Regions from separate parts of the Rattus norvegicus genome. Here region 1 is linked to region 2. Evidence: chromatin contacts called from public Hi-C data. All regions are on one chromosome and are shown on one strand. Each heading gives the region's core, a stretch centred on a gene start, on an enhancer-like site or on the middle of the called end of the contact. The rest is flanking DNA. Distances are from core to core; before and after follow the strand shown. Region 1 has its middle 310 kb from the start of Zfp608. Region 2 has its middle 210 kb from the start of Zfp608.

Evidence for each region. Hi-C and Micro-C count contacts between places; a contact is called where the count stands out from the background.
Region 1: a Hi-C map of the Rat2 cell line shows a contact between it and region 2, with 4 times the contacts expected there. The contact joins two enhancer-like sites. A contact is called at or near these places in 2 of 12 Hi-C or Micro-C datasets (the Rat2 cell line and Schwann cells).

What each region holds. Positions count from the first base shown.
Region 1 is chr18:50,914,598-50,918,302 of GRCr8, forward strand. No RefSeq gene overlaps it. Among named protein-coding and RNA genes, the nearest start is that of Zfp608, 310 kb to the left of the region's middle. Within about 2 kb of position 1,539, at least 45 of the 93 cell types and tissues checked have an H3K27ac peak or open chromatin away from gene starts, as enhancers often do. A contact at or near this core is called in Schwann cells, where this site is marked.
Region 2 is chr18:50,812,900-50,816,881 of GRCr8, forward strand. No RefSeq gene overlaps it. Among named protein-coding and RNA genes, the nearest start is that of Zfp608, 210 kb to the left of the region's middle. Within about 2 kb of position 1,567, at least 37 of the 93 cell types and tissues checked have an H3K27ac peak or open chromatin away from gene starts, as enhancers often do. A contact at or near this core is called in Schwann cells, where this site is marked.

The DNA of each region.
Region 1 (3,705 bases), core at 289-2,788, 100 kb after region 2:
GCTATGTAAGTTTTGACCAGAATACCTGGCTGAAAGCAGGCAAGCTTAGTGTCTGTATATACACTACATGGCAATAAATCCCCAGGACCTCCTCAGACTTGGAAGAGCTGTTTCATCAGGGAGCCTTTTGTGCCTGGAAACAGGAAGGAGTTTAAGAAACCAAAAAACAATGAATGATTTTTCTGGGCCAAATCTCATGTTAAGAAGGAAGGAGATGCTTCATGTCCAAGCATCGATTATAGACAGCAGACACCTGACACCAAGCCTCAGATCAAGAAGGACCCTGGAATGGAGTGAAAATAGGAATGTGAAGCAAGTAAATAAATAGGAATGTGAAGCTGGGGAAACTGAGGCAGCTAGGTCATTGCAAAATATTAGTGAAGTGTAGAGACAAAGCTGGAGGTCTTTTACATTAGGCTGAGTCACGTGATCACAGATCCCCTTAGTCGTCTGGCTCAATTTATTTCCTGTTCAGATGTCAGTCTATAAAGCCCCCTTTCTCAACATGTGGGTTGAGACTACTTTGGGGGAGGGTTGAATATCAGATATCCGGCATATCAGATATGTACATTCATAACAGTATCAAAGTTGCAGTTATAAAGTCACCATGAAAATAATTTTATGGTTGGGGGTGGGTCACCACAACATGAGGGCCAGCATTAGGAAGGCTGTGAATCACTGCTATCACTTAATAAGATGTAAGAGATAGACTCGTACATTGTTTGCATCGTTATCATTTTGGCCAACACTCCAAATTCTGACCTTGTTTTTTTGTTTTTTGGTTTTTGGTTTTTTAATAAATGTGAAGTTTGTGGCCCAAAGTGGAAGGGTCATACATTCACTCAGCTATACCTTAGCTAGTAGTAGAAGGGCAAGGAACAGCTCTAGAAAGGCCCTCTCTGCACTTTCTTTCTTTGTCCCCTCCTTCCAGTGCTTTCTTGTTTGCTTTTCCTTTGTTTCATTCACTCTGACTCTAACTCTGGGTGGAAACTAAACTGACACAATGTCACCCCCAAAGCTTAACCAGAGTTATTTTTAGAGAAGGTCATGGAGCACGTTTGTTTTGTGAAGTTTCAGGCTTATTCTTACCACATGAGTTCAGCGCTGTGCACGGACCTTGAACCTTGAGCCGTGAGTCAACATGATAGAACCAAATAAAAGAAAAACCAGGCTCTGAAGGCTCGTAGGCGGTTCTTGGTTCTTCTCTTCTTTTCTTTTTCTTCTCCCCCCTCCCCCTATTTTTTTAAAAAGAACATTGCGGTGAGTTAAGTGTAAATGAATCAGAAACACAAGGATTTTATTTCCCTCGCCACATGCATGAGTTTAAACACTAATGGGGAAAAAATGCTTAGCACAACGTGTTTTGAATTTTCTATGTCCTTTTCCTCTTGTGATGGAAGCTGAAGAATGTTGAAGACAATGTAATCAAAAGCAAGCATGAGTCTTCCATGTTTACGTAGCATATGCGGCTCTGTTAGATTGGCTGGCACAGAGCTGCCCTTCCGAAAGCCAGACAGTATTTTTAGTCTTTGACCTAATTATATTACTGAAAGAAACTTAGGAGCAGACTTGGATCTGAATACACAGTGCAGGAACTGGGCACCAGGCTGCAAGACATCCTTTTCTATATGAACTTGAGGAAAGTCTGCAACTGGGCAAAGGACCCCCCCCAATATATATATATATATATATATATGTATATATATATAACAGCTTCATTAAAAATTTAAAGACTTAATAAAAATAAAACAGCTTATCTGATTGTGTATGACCCTGTGTGTGACCCTGCAATATCTTGTTTTATAATTTTACAATGATTTACTTGTAGAGCAGGAGTACAACTATTTTTGGAATATTTCTACTAAGAAAAGTACAGCAACTTTTAGGATTCCTGGCATCTACTCTTAATGGACAGTTCAATGGGGAAGCATTTTACAGGGCTGATCTTAGTTAAAATTTTCTGTCTAGTTATAGGAATACTAATAATTAGCTAAATAAGCCTCAGATATTCTCTCTAGGCAGTGCCTGCAAACATATCTTTTACTCAAACTTGCATTCATTTCCTAGTTTACCAAGAAGCTTCTAAGAGAGCATACAAGTTTAAATAAACCCTCCCTGGTTAATCCGTGGTTTGGCTTTTGGACACCCTCAAATCATTTACATCAAACAAATTCAGATGCTAGCATTGCAACAAAGCCACCCTGGCAATTTTACGAAAATGGTGTTGGTTAGAACACAACTACTCTATTCTATGGACCGCCAAGAGAGCGAGTCCTCAAAATATTCCTTCGTCAGTGCTGGTACCCAGGAAGAGAACACAGAAGTCACTGTCACATCTGCTATTAACTATGTGATCCTTTTTACATGTTGCTCCATGTATTTTAAATAGAAGGAAAACTGGGCCACGTTTCAAAATTTGGGTATGGTACATGAAAAGGCTGCGTTCACATTTAATTAAATAACAGTCTATATGCCATACGCATAATCAGACGTTACCTCCATCCCAGGTGGAGGGGAAAAGTAGGAGTGTGGAATAAAGATTCCCTGTCTCCTCCTGACAGTACACACTGACAAGATTTTCTAAGGAACGCCATCCCAGTGACAACCAAACTCCTTTGCCAACTGCTGTGACAGAGCCCTGAAATAATCACTCTGTGGCTCATTACCTCCCAGCACTGTAAAGATGGGCCCCGTGAAGAGAGGTGGCATCCTTACTCCCAGAAGGTACGACTTCAGCTATTTTTAGTCCTGGTGGTTGGACTTCCTAAGCTGCTCTGAGCCCCACCTTTGTAAAACCCTCCAGCTTAGAAAACAGAGAGGAGCTTCTCATTCGCCTCAACATGTAAACTTAGGTTACAGAAATGTCAATGGAATGACTAATGCGACTTTAACTGAAAACAGTGAACACCACAGTGGGCTCTCTGATCCTGAAACACAGAATGCACTTTGTTCAATCCTGAAGTGTGTGCGCCTTGGGCAGGGGTGGGGGAGGGAAGAGGCCCTTTTCCGTATGAAACCAACACGTGTTTTTCTTCCCTCTGCTGCTCTGCAGTATTTTGCTGTATTTTCTGAGTTCACATCTCTAATCAGTTTGGTGGGAGTGCGGATTTAAAGACATTTATTTTGGAAAACACGCTCCGCTAAAATGTTGTAGTAATGTAAGCCGTTTAATTCTAAAATTGGCAGCTGAAGTTAACACTGAGTTCGCTTAAGCAGCTACTGAAATGCTTCAGTGAAAAGCATTTGGGAGCACAAATGCTTGTTGTTGTTCCTATGCACTTTCTAAACAGGCCAGAGCAGCGCAGAGCCCACCTCCAATGTCAGGCAGGTGGGGCTGGAGATAAACTCTCCTGGCTTTGCCTGTCTGTGCTGTTTGCCTTGTATATAGACAGTTCCTCAGTTGGGAAGGATGACATGGTTGTTGGCCTGTGAACTTTAACTGGGGAGACGTGAACAGACCTTCTACTCGATGCAGACGGGGTACCAATGGCAGAAATGATCAGTTCTAGCTGTGTGCATTAGTCAGTGTGGTTGGAGGGAGTTACATGAACAACTTGGGGGTGCTTACATCATGGAAGAACGGCCTCTCTTCCAGCTTACAACCCGTATATATTTGAAGGGAGGAGCAGGCCTGTGTACCCCACTGCCATGATGGAAAATTAATAGGCCCACTCTTATGCCGGTCTCCTGTGGTAATCTCAGCAG
Region 2 (3,982 bases), core at 317-2,816:
CAAACCTTTCTTTCCCAGTTCCTGACACACACTGCCTCAGCACAGCCTGTCAATTGTTTATTGGGTTGAGGAGAATGCCAGGGGTGGGAGGTGCCAGCCTCAGTCTCTGTTTTCCCTGGAAGCTTCTTAGGAAGCCATCTCAGCTTTTAAATGTGGCAAAACTCCTGTTGGGATTTACATAGAAGGAAGAATTGATTCTCTCTGGGTCATAAGAATTTCTGTATCTCCTCATTATTATTCCAAAAATGATTTTGCCTTCTCTTTACCCGGGAGGACTTGACTCAAACTGTATTTAATTTTTAAGTGGGCATACAGAATAATGCAAAACAAAACAAGTGCTTTACAGCAAGAACAAAAGCGCACAGACCCACAGACCCAATACCCTATCTTATTTGAAATTCCTGGAAGCATTCTAGGAAATGAGGTGGTGAATGTTAGTTGCAGACAAGGAAAGTGGGGGCAAAGGGAGGGAGGGAGGTGTTGGGGGAGGTAGAGAGAGTGGGGAAGGGACGGAAGGAGAGAGAAAGAGACAGAGACAGATAGAGATTTGTTAGGTAATTTTTGAGAGGCAGATACACTTCCAGGATATATTTTTTTTTTCTTGGGGGGGGGGATACTTTTTTTCCTCGCTTTTCATCTCCTTCACACACTGGCCGAGGCAAACAAGGTGAACAGATGTGCTCAAAGAATTAACTCTGGCCCAGGGAACATGGGGAGGAAATATTTCCTTTGAAATAGCCACCTTTAAATTCCATTAGTTCAATCTGATAGAGAGGGATCTGGGCAAGGAAATGATTTAAGCAGCCAGGCTGTTTGTCCAGACACGGAGCCCTTTTGTCATATGAAAAACCTGAAGACAAATTGAATATTTCTCCCATAAACTGGCAAGAGTTTAACATCCTGGCTTGAAGGAGACAACCACATTTGTTTTACTGTTAATAAATTCACCTAAGTAAGGATTTTTCTTTCGCCACTAAGTCCCCTGCCCCCTCCCCACTCGTTCAGAACAGCTCCACAGTCGCCACGTCTGTGTAAAACCAACTCTCCCCACGGAAAAAGCTGCATAACCAGTCAAAGAACAAGGCTGTGGGATTAGCACATTATGAAGAATAAAGAGAGGCCTTCAGCTTGCTGTCATGTGCGATATTTATCACATTCTTCATGACTGGCTCTAATAACAGCACCGAGATAGAACAAGCTTGATGAATTTTACAAGCACAAGTCTAAGGAATCCAGGAGACCAAACCCACTTCACTTGCAGATTTTATTAGTCTTTAAAAAAAAAAGTATGTGTGTGTGTGTGTGTGTGTGTGTGTGTGTGTGTAGGGGTGGGGGGCCTATTGCTACAAAAGTAGGCTTGGATTTTGTCTGTTATGCTAATGTATTCATAGAAGAAGCTGGTGCTGAAGGCGGGTCTCCAATTAAGACAAATGAGTCACATTGAATTTCTCCCCCAGGGCACAGCAGGGGTGCTGGCAAAATCTACTTTATTCTTTGCTGTCAGGACTGAACTCGAAACAAAAGCATGAAAATTCAACACATCCACTTACAGAATAATAAAGGCTGTTGTTTAAAGCGTGAAGAGTTTTGGCACCCTTCTGGGGCCGGCTGCAGATCGTTCTTCCTCTCTATGGCTAGCACGCCATCGCTCTTGGAAATTAAAGATGTACTTGGTCGGTTAACAGCTGAGAGGAAAGCAGCCTGAAACTCAATTAGATTTTGTATTAAGCAAATAAATCAGGACTGACTGATATTGGCTAAACGAAAATGCATTACGGGCTGACAGTAATTCTAATTTGATTGACAAATATACGTGTTGTGTTATTAAGCTAAATGAATGATAAGAATCCTTTTCTTTTTTTTTTTAAGTTTGAGAATTTTGTTCTAGCAAACAATTCTTCTCTTTGAACTTGGGAGGAACAGAAAACAGACCCCATCTACCACTTGGTATTGCTTCTCTTCTGCCCTGGAACACAAGGAATCTGTTTTCTGTTCCTGGCAAAGAGTTGGAGACAAAATGAGTTTGCTGAAAGTCATTTGTTTTCATCCAGCTAGAGTTAGGGCAAGGTAACTTACTAATCGGCACACTATTTGCCTGCCGGAATGGAGCACAGCCAAGACACCTTTTATTAGTCACTTGGAAAGCAGGGAGCTGCACAGGCCTCCTTGTGTCTTCAGGGCTCTGAGGCACACAGAGCTTTTCTGCATGAGAGCACTTTGAGGTTCAAGTTTAAGAATGAAGATTTCAACCAAATTTTCTAAAGCCTTGTGGCAGGTGTGTGTGTGTGTGTGTGTGCGTGTGTGTGTGTGTGTGTGTGTGTGTGTGTGTGTGTGTGTTTGTGTTTGAGAGAGAGAGAGAGACAGAGACATGCAGAGACACACAGAGAGAAAGAGACAGAGTAGGATTTATAAAGACAGGGTGGGGTGTGTAAAGACAGGGTGAGGTATGTAAAGACAGGGTGGTGTGTGTGTGTGTGTGTGTGTGTGTGTGTGTGCTTGTGTGTGTGAGAGAGAGAAAGACAGACACAGAGAGACAGAGAGAGAAATGATGGTGTGTGTATGTGTGTGTGTGTTTGTGTGTGTGTGTGTGTGTGCATGTGCACATGTGTATGTGTATGTTTAAACTACTACTTCAAAGTGCAAAGGTGCTATTGTGTAGTGGATAAGCAAGAGTAGAGTTTGGAGAGTTTGTTATGTTATATAATGTATTTTTTTTTCTTTGTTGTTAACATTTCCAACCTAATATGGAGAACAGGAGAGGGAATCTGGTCAGGCAGTTCAGGGCAGGGATGTTGAAGGCAGCAGATCTGCCTCTCCTCTTGTTTTTGTTAGACGTTGGAAATATTCTTGGTTCTGTCCTGCCCAGAGAGACTGCACTACCTACTCTGGCTTCTTGCCCCCTTCCTTTTCTTTTCTCACCACCCAGAGCTGCTCCCCTGCACGAAAGATATAGCAGAGGCATCACTGCACCCAAGAAGTCAGCAGAGCCCTTATGGATAGGCTGACTAGACTGACTCAGCTCTCTGTGCCTCAGCCCAGATTCTGCCTTAAGCCCTTTAGAAAGTCCAGAATCAGACAGTTAGATGGCAACCCTTCTATCGGGCCCGCCCTTGCTATGCAGGAGCTCTGTTTTGCTTGATTTCTCTTAAGCTCTCTTCTGTAGATTTATAATAATTTTCCCTCTTTGTCTGTGAAACTCATCCTTTGGGTTCAAGGGACAAGGAACTCAGAAGTCACTGGTCTTAATGACTTGAGTAGCTGTTGATGTCTGGAACCTTAGTTCCCAGAGTGATGTTCCCCTGAGAGAAAGCTTCCATCACTCTTATTAAGGAACCTCTAATTTGTCTGTATCACTTACAGACCTGTGCGTCATCACATTCAGCACAGTGATAGACTCCTAAACACCAACCTTTCCTTTGTAATATTTTCCATTCTCTTCATCTTTTCCTTTTACCTACCAGATTAATGGTTCGTCATTTCCTTCCTTCCTTCCTTCCTTCCTTCCTTCCTTCCTTCCTTCCTTCCTCCCTTCCTCCCTTCCTCCTCCTTCCTTCCTTCCACCCTTCCTATCTTCCTTCCTTCCTTTTTTCTTTCTTTCTCCCTGCCTTCCTTTCTTCCTTCTTTTCTTCCTTTCTTCCCTCTCCTCCTCATCATTCTCCTCTCGCTCTCTGTGTCCATGGTGTACACATGTTTGTGTAGGTATTGTTCCGGTTGTGTGTGTATGAGCATGTACAAGTCAATGTCCAGGATCTTCCTCTGCTATCTTGTCATGAGCCAGGATCTCTCAGTGACCAGAGAGTTCATTGTTTCAGTTTTAGTCTGACTAGTCAGCCAGTCCTGGGAAAACTGTCTCACTGTCTCCTCCCAGCACAGTGCTGCTGTGTCAAGTTTTTATGTGAGCGCTGGTAACCCAGACTCAGGTTCTCACACATGCACAGCCAGCAGTTTACCACAGAAGCCGTCTGCCCAGATGTTCACCATT